Linked DNA regions of Mus musculus: region 1 is linked to region 2. A link is a contact called in public HiChIP or PLAC-seq data. All regions are on one chromosome and are shown on one strand. Each heading gives the region's core, a stretch centred on a gene start, on an enhancer-like site or on the middle of the called end of the contact. The rest is flanking DNA. Distances are from core to core; before and after follow the strand shown. Region 1 has its middle 71 kb from the start of Prlr. Region 2 overlaps Capsl (calcyphosine-like).

What was found. HiChIP or PLAC-seq counts read pairs in DNA pulled down with a chosen protein or histone mark.
Region 1: a contact with region 2 is called in an H3K27ac HiChIP or PLAC-seq map of embryonic stem cells, with 6 times the contacts expected there. The contact joins two enhancer-like sites. A contact is called at or near these places in 1 of 15 datasets of contacts at CTCF or cohesin (large pre-B cells), 5 of 484 Hi-C or Micro-C datasets (bone marrow-derived macrophages and embryonic stem cells), 7 of 115 datasets of contacts at active chromatin or transcription factors (all in embryonic stem cells) and 1 of 9 other capture datasets (embryonic stem cells).

What each region holds. Positions count from the first base shown.
Region 1 is chr15:10,103,183-10,108,824 of GRCm38.p6, reverse strand. No RefSeq gene overlaps it. Among named protein-coding and RNA genes, the nearest start is that of Prlr, 71 kb to the left of the region's middle. Within about 2 kb of position 3,169, at least 13 of the 459 cell types and tissues checked have an H3K27ac peak or open chromatin away from gene starts, as enhancers often do. A contact at or near this core is called in embryonic stem cells, where this site is marked.
Region 2 is chr15:9,449,235-9,454,471 of GRCm38.p6, reverse strand. All of the region lies in intron 1 of Capsl (calcyphosine-like), which reads right to left. Among named protein-coding and RNA genes, the nearest start is that of Capsl, 16 kb to the right of the region's middle. Within about 2 kb of position 1,406, at least 16 of the 459 cell types and tissues checked have an H3K27ac peak or open chromatin away from gene starts, as enhancers often do. A contact at or near this core is called in embryonic stem cells, where this site is marked.

The DNA.
Region 1 (5,642 bases), core at 1,920-4,419, 650 kb before region 2:
GAGCCTCTCAGGAGAAAGCTATATCAGGGTCTTGTCAGCAGGCTCTTGTTGGCATCTGCCATAGTGCCTGAGTTTGGTGGTTGTTTATGGTTGTTTATGCCCCAAGTAGGGCAGTCTCTGGGTGGTTGTTCCTCCAGTTTCTACTTTGAACTTTGTCTCTGTAACTCCTTCCATTGGTATTTTGTTCCCTCTTCTAAGAAGGATTCTGAGCTCCTGGGCTAATATCCACTTATCAGTGAGTGCATACCATGTGTGTTCTTTTGTGATTGGGTTACCTCACTCAAGATGATATCCTCCAGATCCAACCATTTGTCTAAAAATTTCATAAATTCATTGTTTTTAGTAGCTGAGTAGTACTCCATTGTGTAAATGTACCACATTTTCTGTATAAATTTTAATGTAGTTGAATTTACTGATATTTTCACTATAATGTGGGTTTTAAACTTCATAATAAATTCTTTCTTACCTTGAAGTAGGTATATATTTTGTATAATTATATTTGTTCATATTTTTCTTTCATATCAACTCTTAAATTCACTTCATATCAACTTTATGCATTTTTCTCAATTCTTCAGTGCTGTAGTCAGTTGTAATCATTTCTTACTAATGGATCTATAAATGACAATTATAGTTTTTATAAGTAGTTTTTGAATGAATAGTGTTTTGAGGTGTACAGGCTTCTGTCCTCTCTGGCTCAGTCTACTCTCTTCACAGCTTATTCACAGCTTATTTATAGTCATAGCTGCAGAATTTATGATATGAATGCGACTAGAGACAATTATATTAAGAGAATTAGGTCAGACTCAGAAAGACAAATATCATATTTTATTTTTTCTCTCATTTGTGGACCATACATTCTCTCTCTATGCACACACACACACACACACACACACACACACACACACATTTTTAAAGCTTAAAATATACTTAAAATCACAAAAGACAAGAAAGGGTTTTAAAAGCATTTCATTGCTGCTTCTGTTATGATTGTACCTGTGAACTGCTCTGCCACGTCCTTCCTACCAGGATGAACTGACTGAGTCAAAGGAAACCCATTCTATGTTATTCTATGTAAAGTTGCTTCTGCGAGGTGTTGTGCTAGATGTGATGCAGAGGTAATTAAGCTCCAGTATATATGAAGTGAAAGGGTCTTTCCTTGACATAGCTATTAAGAGAAACACTTTCCAATATTAATGATTAACATGTTGATAATTGTGCTTTTTTATATAAGTGGGGATCTTTTAACTGCTTTGTTTGTATCAGTTTGCCTAGAGGTTCTCTAATGAAATGTGGCCTGGGTGCTTGAATGTTATAAATCGATTTTCATTCCATTCTATAGGCTGTGAGTTTAATGGTCACTTCCCAGAAGCATCCTTGTGCCTGTGTAAGTTGTAAACTCTCCCGAGGCTGGCAGTCACACTGGAAAAGGAGGCACCCTAAAGACTGCATCTTAACCTAGTTAGTCGTTTGGAACCCTTCTTTCCCACGTAGTTTACCCTATAGCACGGGTTAATAATACATCAGATGAGATTTTTTAGGCTTATTGATTGAAGAGAGAGGTATACAAGTATGAGGAGGGGTAGGGAAGGAATCCAATAAAATGAGTTTTCACTTCCCGAGACCTGCTATAAGAGAGCCAGAACTGTGAGTTGTCACTGAACTAATAGAAGCTGGGCTCACAAGCTCTGAACTGCACCACCCAGCAGGGAGCAAACAGCCTGGCCAGCCAGCCTCTCTCCAACACTCAAGTTTCTTGTTCACAGTGACCAAGTTCATCATGCAGCTGCAGTAGGGGCCCTAAGCTGTTCTGTCCTATGGCCTTGACATCCAGAGCCCAGATCAAGGCAAGAGCGGACCGAAAAAATAATGAGCTAGCTTTCCTCCAGTTCCCAGTGTGATAAAAGGCTGTTAGGAATGGATTTTCATTCTGCCCTGTTCTTCTGCTACATCTGTAGAAAAACAAACATGTTTTGTACTTAGTAGTACATTACAGATAATAGTTTTGTGAGGTAAATCCATATAACATTCTTTGCTTAAGTTTTCCATCTTTATTCATTAAATTAGACTTATAGTTTTATCTCTTGAGTGTGATGGTGTGATGGTGAACTTAGGTTGGCTGTATTACATAATTTTGTCAACTTTCTTTTTTTTCTCTCCATTTGTCATTGGTAAAAACTTGTACAAAACCTAGAGAGAAAAAAAAGCCTCTGGCATTTGGCAGAGGAGATCAGTAGCCCGAGTAATTTTGGGAAGTTTTTATCTACTAATTTAATTTTTTAAAGGTTATAAAAATGTTTCTTTTAAAATATAAAATTTACTATTCTTTAAAAATAAACTAGAATTTACCCATCCTGGGTAATTCAGACTTTTGGAAGGTTCACCTTCTGATTTTGTTGATCCTACGGTGTCACCGCTGACGACCATCCTGCCTCATCACTAATTTCTGCATTGATCTGGAATTATTTCTTTTGTTTTCTTTTGGTTTTGCAGCAGCTAGAGGACATTGAAAGAACGCCCATTTGTGGGTGCCAGAACCCAACTGGTACTTGTAAGATCTCCATTTGTGAGTGTTGGAACCCTACTTAATGTATCTACAACAGAACCCCTGTGCCGCAGACCCTCTGGATCCCTTTGTCTGTGTGGAATGGGTCCCTGGGGCAGGTGGGCAAAGCGTCGGCGGTTGACAGACAGATGCACACAGGAGAGGTTGTGTAGAATCTGAATGTATTTGTCAGGTCGAGCATCAAACTTTTTATACCAAAGAAATAACAAGAAACCAGGCAAAATACAATCCACCAAGTTACAGTGACACAATACATCAAAAGAAGGTGGGGACCAGGCTGCTGCCGCAAAAGAAAGGAGCCAGGTGTAAACTAGTCTATTGTAAAACCCACCACCAGGGGTTCTGCACTAGCAGACCTTATCATGAATACTGCAATACCCCAACACCCTATTTCCTGGGTCTACAGAAGAATATACCAACTTGCTTCTAATGTGAAGCTTTATACCTAGCTGTAGAGAAGATCTCTGTCTCAGTGGGATTCTCTAGCTCTATTGTTCCCTCGTTTGGGTGAGAATTGCTACTGTCCTTGGTAAATATTTTGTAGACCAGCTCTGAGCTACTGTCTTTGTAATGCTTAATTAGTAACTGAATAGGTAACTTCCTTTCTGCAGTCCTGCCGGATTTCAAGTTCAGATTTCAAGCTTTCAGGCTTCTGGGACCTAGGAACACTATAACAGAATTTAATCTTAAAAGGCATTTATAATAAAATATTAAAAGAGAGCTCGTAGATCCATACACCAGACTAACACGGGAATAGAGTATGAGTATGAGAACGCCAAAACTCCAGGAGGTGAGCTTCCTTGAAACTCTCTGCCTCGTGGGTGGCTTTTAGGCTACACAGCCTGTCAAGCTGACTCGACTGGAGTGCGTGGAACCCCTCCGTCCGGGATTCAGGGAACATCATGGAAACAAAAGAGTATAAGAACCAGAGGACCAGAATGACTGCGGAGAGGTCCTTTCTCCTGGTGTTTGTTTGTTTGTATTTGTTTTTGTTGTTGTTTTGGTTTTGTTTTTTTTTGTTTGTTTGTTTCTTGTTATTGGTTTTATTGTTGTTTTATTTGCTTTGTTTGTTCCTTTATTTGTATTAAAATTATCAGTAAGATGTTTTTAAGTCATTAATTCTGAGGCTTCATCTTGAATATCAAGTTCTAAACACATCTTGGTGTGTGTGACCTATTAAAAATAATTTTGTTCTTATTTGCATTTAGACTCCACCCTGAACACTTTTAGATGAATTGAATGGAATTCTGTTTTATTTTTGTTTTCATTTCATTCAATTGACTTTTAACTGAGAATTTCACATGTGTACACTGTATTTACAGCATTTCCATTTCCCTGTTTCCCAATCCAACTCCCTTTGTCTTCCCCATCCTTTTTTATAATCTATGACATTTTTTAGTACAAACTTTATTATATATATATAAATATTGGGTCCCATTAGTGTTGCCTGTATGTGCATGTGTTAAGAGCTGATCAGTTTGAATAGATGATCTATAGGACAGCGTTGTCTGTGGTGAAAACTCATTCTCCTCACCTCAGCAGCCATTGAGTGCCTGATGCAGGTCAGCATTCATGGTGTTTCCCCATCCACATTGGTATGTCAACTGCTGTCATTGTTCAGTTTTGAGCAGGCAGCTGTATTATTGAGGATTCATTGCTATAGCATTCCTAACCTGTCTTGAAGACATAATCTGCAGTAGGCAAATCCTAGTCCTCCAGCTCTTACAATTTTTCTGGGTCATCTTCTATTGTGCTCCTGAAGTGTAAAGATTATATTATAGATATATCAGTTGGGATCAGTTGTGGCTCTCTTAGGAGCCTTTGTCACAAAAAGAAGCATCTTTGATGAGGGGCGGGAGCTGCACTCACTTGTGAGTAGGGAGGTAAATATTTAGAATATAGCTGGAAGTAATGGCAATTTAGAAAAAATGTCAGTAGTGTGTTCCACTCTATGATGTCTCTAGCCACAGGCTCTTGACTGAGTTCACAGTACCAGGAACAAGTTCCCTGTTACTGAGTGAATCTTACGTTCAGGTAGGCAGCTGTTGGTTGCCCCAGAGATATTAATGCTGTTATTATATCATTGAAATATCTTGGTTAAGTGATCACTGTTGTTTCACTAGTTTTAGAGTTGGGTAGGAGAAAAGTTAATCTCTTGGCTGGCTGCATGTAATCTTGCAATGCTATGAGAGCTAGTCAGCAGGGATGCTTCCATATCAATTCTTCCAAGTCCTATGTCATGTGTTGTGTCTTATCATAGTTCCCAGAAGCAACCAGAGAAAATGGCAATATCCTTCATTGGTTTTGGGGTGTCTCTTGGTTCTCTTATGACAAACAGCTGGAAGGGAGGTCTCTCTTTGACTGGAACTTGGTACTTTGGTTAGACAGTCTGTCTTAGTTACTTTTATTGCTGTTATGAGCCACCATGACCAAGGATAATTATGAAAGCAAGCATCTGATTGGGGGCTCAATTAGTTTTAGAGAGAAAGTCTGTGAGCATCATGGCAGAAAGCATGGCAGCACGCAGACAGGCATGGCTCTGGAACAGTAGCTAGTAACAGCTTACATCCTTAAGAGCAAGTTGCATCACACACACACACACACACACACACACACACACAGAGAGAGAGAGAGAGAGAGAGAGAGAGAGAGAGAGAGAGAGAGAGAGAGAGAGTCTGGGCCTGACTTCCTGACCTGGCATGGCATGGGATCTTAAAACCACAGGGCCCACACCCTCCTCTAGACACACTTCCTCTATTGTAATCTTTCTTAAAACAGTTCCACCAACTAGGGACCAAGCATTCAAGTACACCAGCCTATGGGGGTTATTCTCACTCGAAATGTGTAGTAGTAACTCAATTTAAACTATGAATATAGACATAACCACACACACATATTTTTTAAAGGAGACATAGAAAATAGTTTTCCTTTTTTTTTTCAGACACCCTTAATGTGCTATCTGTCCTCTATCCCTCTCCCTTTTTATTTTCCTTTCCCTCCCAAGATAAGTCCCCTTTCCATTTTGTTCTTTCCCTCTTCAAGCGTCCTATAAGCCCCTCTCTAAATCTCCTTCTTCCCC
Region 2 (5,237 bases), core at 157-2,656:
GCAGCAGAAGGCAGTGACTGGGAGATCTGGAACAGAGGCTGAGTGGAGTAGCCAGCCACAAAGGAGACTGGTGCACTGGGGCCAAGCTGGCTTGCTCACTCCATCGCTCTTTTGTACAGTTGGCTGCTGCCCCTGACAGAGTTCTCAGCCAGGATTTCCAGCGTTCTTGTCGGATGAGATGTGGAAAGTTGCAATTGCAGGGATCTGCTTCTGAGAGCATGTCTTTTTCTTGTTTTCTTTTCTTTCTTTCTTTTTTTTTTTTTTTTACAATAAAGATAAATTTATTTTGACTATCACGTGAAAAGAGAAAAGAATGATATGTGTCATAAGGAATTTTTTAAACATACAGAAAGATAGATGGACAAATGAATAGATGAATGGATAATAGATAGATAGATAGATAGATAGATAGATAGATAGATAGATAGATAGATAGATAGATAAAAGAGACAGAGACAAATGTGTCTTCCTTTTATCTTTACTATTTTCCTGCTCAAGAAAGCAAACATGTGTCCTTTCCTATAACCTCAGATTTTTTTCTTTTATTTAAAGTTCATGATTCTTATTAGTCTTCCTTCTCCAAACTTCACACACAAGTTTATCAAGTCTATTCTGCATTAATCTTCCTTCCTTCCTTCCTTCCTTCCTTCCTTCCTTCCTTCCTTTCTTCCTTCCTTTCTTCCTTTCTTCTTAAAGGTTCTGTTTAGGCTTACCTGTAGGGAATAAAGATTCAATAAGGCCCCACCTGCACTTCTCCACTCCATTGGGTTGTCTTAGTACTACCTGGTGGCTGCAAACTGAATTATCCCTCCCTCTTCCCTCCTCCCTCCCTCCTTCTTCCCTCCCTCCTCTCTCCTTCCTCCCTCCCTCCTTCCTTCCTTCTCCCTCCCTCTGTGGGTCCCCATGGCCTTGGGTGAAGACAGAATGACATGGCTCCTGCCCCTGGGACACGGCCAATATACTTGGGCCTCCACAAGTGTCTGTGACTGCCAAGAGCATAAGGCTTGTTTGTATATGTTGTACATATTTTCAGGGTCCTCCAAGGAATGTCCTCCCAGTTAATGTTAATGACTTCATGGCACTTAGAGATAGCAGGGGTCCTGAAGATGAAGGTGTGTCTAATGTCTCAGCAAAATGGTAAAAGCTCGGACCTCCAGGACAGCCCTTAATATATATAGTATTTGAAACATATATAATTTTTCAATTATGCAAAAATGTTAGGATGCAATATAAATTGTATAAGGAACAGATGCAGCAACACTATGAACTGGCTTGGCAGAAAGATACAAAGTCAGGCAGATACAAATGCAGGCCAATTCTTGAGTTCAAGGTCAGCCTGGGACAGAGGGAACTTAGGCACAGGTGTGGTAGAAATGGTAATTTCAGGACAAGGTCCCACCCAGCAAAGTTTACAAAGGCAGGGAGCTCTCTGAATTCTTTTACAATGTTTTAAAATAAAAATGTGCTCGCTGTCTCCAACAGAGCCTGGGGTCAGAGGGTGCTGATTCATAGGATAATCAAAGGTGAACCTGGAGTAAATGCCTGGATTGATATGTAAAATAAAAGGCTGGCTTCTGTTCTGCAAGAGATGAGCTATTGGCAGAGAAAATTTTTAGATTAGCAAGAAAGAACTGCTTGGAGAACTGTCTCAAGCAGAACCTAGAGGGCTGTCGAGAGATCTCCAGAGAAAGTAGAACAGAGAGAACAAGCTGGAAAGCTTTCTCCAGCAGAGCACAGGCCACCAGCTTAGACCCACAAATTGTTTCGCAGTTCCCAGACACCAATTCCTCAGAATCCTTCTCCAAGCCAAGGCTGGTCCTTGGCATCTCTTCCTCCTTCTCTCCCTCTCTACATAGCAAAGAACCTGTAAACACAATAGTAGACACAGTCACTGAAGTGCAATCTCTAGTATATTTTCCCACATGTCACAAAACACCAAATTCTTCCACGTCCAGTTTATTACTAATTCCAAAAAAAAAAAAGGTGTCTTTTTGGGTGCTCAAAAATGAAAACGTGCCCTTGGTTTCCCTAACTAGAGGTCAAGGAAACTGAAGAAGTGTTGGTCTGCTCAAATAAAATTGAGAAAAAGGAGTCAATCTGTGAAGATGCAGAGGGTAGAGGGTAGACTTATAACAGAAGACCCAGCAAAGGACATGCAGGGGCAGGGCTAGGGAATATACATCAAGGAGGGAAATGTCTACTCTCCTGACTGGTGGGGATGTGTACCACAGTGATGGGCTCAGTCATTTAGTTTCTGCCATGTTCCTTTGTCCCTAGTGCCTGAGACACAGGGAATGTGTACTACCAGAAAACCACTGGGTGGCAGTCTCATGAGCCCAGCCCTGTAAGTGCCATTTTGGGCATTTCTGTAGTTGTTAAGCATCCATGCCATCACATTAGACTATTTCAAAAACAAATGACCTAGTATTGCTGTAATAGTTCTGCAGCTTTAAAACATTGCCCCGTAAGAGTAGAATAGAGTAGGAAAGCAATCTACAAAGCAGGTGGCTACTGGTTAAGACAGAAGGGCTTTTAAGCGATTCTGGGGAGGTCGGGGAGAAGCAAGCTGGCTTTCTCTCCAGATCCTCTCCTAGCTCTGTTCACTCATACTTCACCCTGAGGAATGTGACCACGACTTTTGTTGCCTTTATATCCATTTCCAGTACAGGTTTGTTTTGCTTTTTTTTTGTTTGTTTTAACATTTTATTGATTTTTCATGAGTTTTTCATTAATGTGACCCACACATTAATGCAGACCCCTGCTGATGCTGATACATCCCAATTCCACTCACCTCCCCAACCCTTTGTATCTGCCCTCTGCCCTTACAATCACCCCACAAGAAGAAAATAATGACATCTCCTATGTAGTATGCCACAGTGTGTCCCACAGTATACTATTGTGTCCATACTTCTTTACTTGCAAATGTTCATTGCAATGACTTATTGGTCTTTTAAGCCCCAGACTTCAGCCATACTGGATCTTCACCTGGACTCCTCTCAGATATTCTGTTGTTGCCCTGTGTCATGATGGAGAACCTGCAGCTTTGGATCTATACCAACATGTGAAGGTGAGCTCTCCAGCACTGCTCTCTGTGGCTTACCCGGTACCTCTGCTGGCAAGGGGTCTCAGGTTTAACAAATGGCATCTCTCCTTCTGACTGTCTAGGCCCAGTGCTTGTTCTAAATCCTATTCTATACGATCCTTATACCTGCTACTGGTCTCTTCAGCTTTCTTCCCCTTTCCTCCCTCCTAATAAAATGCCACAGACTGGATAATTTACAAAGAAATAAATTCATTTCCTAGAGTTCTAGAGGATAGACGGCCAAGAGCAATGTGCTAAAGTTTAGTGACTGGTGAGACTCTCCCTGTTCTTTCAGTGTGGTGCTATGAACTCTATATTCTTCAGAAGTGTTTTCTTTATTCTTTCTATTAATACCAGGGTGAAAATTAAGTACTACTCTTCATGTTTGTGATGGAACATACTTGAAAAAGATTTCTTAAGTTATCATTGTCTCAGGGACTCTATGGCTGTGAGAAAACACCATGGCCAAAGCAATGGGGGAAAATTTGTCTTTTCACCCACAGCACAGCCCATCACTGAGGGAAGTCAGGGCAGAAATTAAGACAGGGCAGAAACCTGGATACAGAAACTGATGCAGAGGCTATGAAGGAGTGTTGCTTTGGCTTGCTCTTTATGGCTTGGTCAGCCTACTTTCGTATAGCACCTAGGACCACCAGCCGAGGATGGCACTGCCCAGAGTATCAACCATCAATCAAGAGAATGCACCAAGGCCTGGCTCATAGGCCAATCAAGTGAATTCATTTTTTCAACTGAGCTTCCTTCTTCTAAATGGACTCTAGATTGTGTTAACTGGACACAAAACTAGCCAGCATAATCATCATTATAAAATATCTACTTCATAACTTCATTTTATTTTTATTATTTTTTAAATTCATTCAACTTGGCTGAGGACTCCTAATGCAAGGACAGGGAGTAATGTCTAAGGAGTACATAGGGTCTAGAGCACAATGTGTAAGGAATCACTCCATTTTCAAGACCACAAAAATCAACCCTACATTTGTCTACCACTAAGAAGAGAGATAATGAGTATCTATCTCTTTAACTCTTGTGCCATGCACTTCCCTTGTCTCACCTTGGTCTTCATCCTGCACTCAACATGCTTATTTGAATATCTAGCCTGTGCTACTCAGTAACAATGTAGGAAACACTCAGTGACCTTTGCATGCTTAGGGAAAGTTTCAACTCTGCAGTTTGAAGTACAACTGACTTTGTTGACACTGGAAACTGATTAGCCACCACTCCATGTCCCTCTTCCTTTCATATAATAGGGTAGAGACATGGGCTCATATCTACAACACCTTAGAACACTAATATCATAGAGCTGTTTCACCAGTGTCCACAACTGCCTGACTCCAGGGTACTGTCACACGATTTGTATTGCTTGTTTAATCGGTTGATGGTCAGGTCTTCTGAGGTTTGCACCCAAAGTATTCATGTTTGACATAACTGGCAAATACTTATTCCCACAGTGACTTTATTTAAGTTGTTTCTAGATATTGATTGCGATTCTGGGTAAAACGGCTATGCAGACTATGAAGATAAACTGTTCTCTCTAAGAATTAGGCTGAGGCAGGGGTGGGTTTGGGTACTGCTCCATTATAAACCTCTTCTTGCAACAGAATGTTACATATCAGCCTCTTTAAGATTTTTGACCATGGGAGAGAAAGAAGTCTGTTTAGCATGCCACTTGAGGGCTCCTGTGACTTACACTTGAAGTGAAAATCCAGGCTTCATCAAACAGAGCTTGCACTCAGATCCTGTCACACTGAGCTCCTGTGGGACCGCCAGGCAGTGTTGAGGAAGCCTGAGGAGAATGTTGTCATTGTTCCTCCACCATCTCTCTCTCCTCCTGGACTGGCTTCGAGTCTCAGGGGTTTTGATCAGAACATAACTTGCAACCTATTCTGCATCTAATCAGCCTGACACATGAAAACTCTTAAAGAAACAAAGTGAGAATGTATGTAATTTTACCCAAGGTGAACATAGACCTAGCCAGATTTGTACACAGGACAGTAAACAGATTAATGAAGCCTAGAGGAAGGAAAAACAAAATGAATGTTTCCAAACTCCCTGGTTTCAACACTATGCTAATGTGAACAAGCAAGCAACATTTTTCCAGAGTCATTGAAGATTTGGTCTCAGGCAGTGGTTTCAA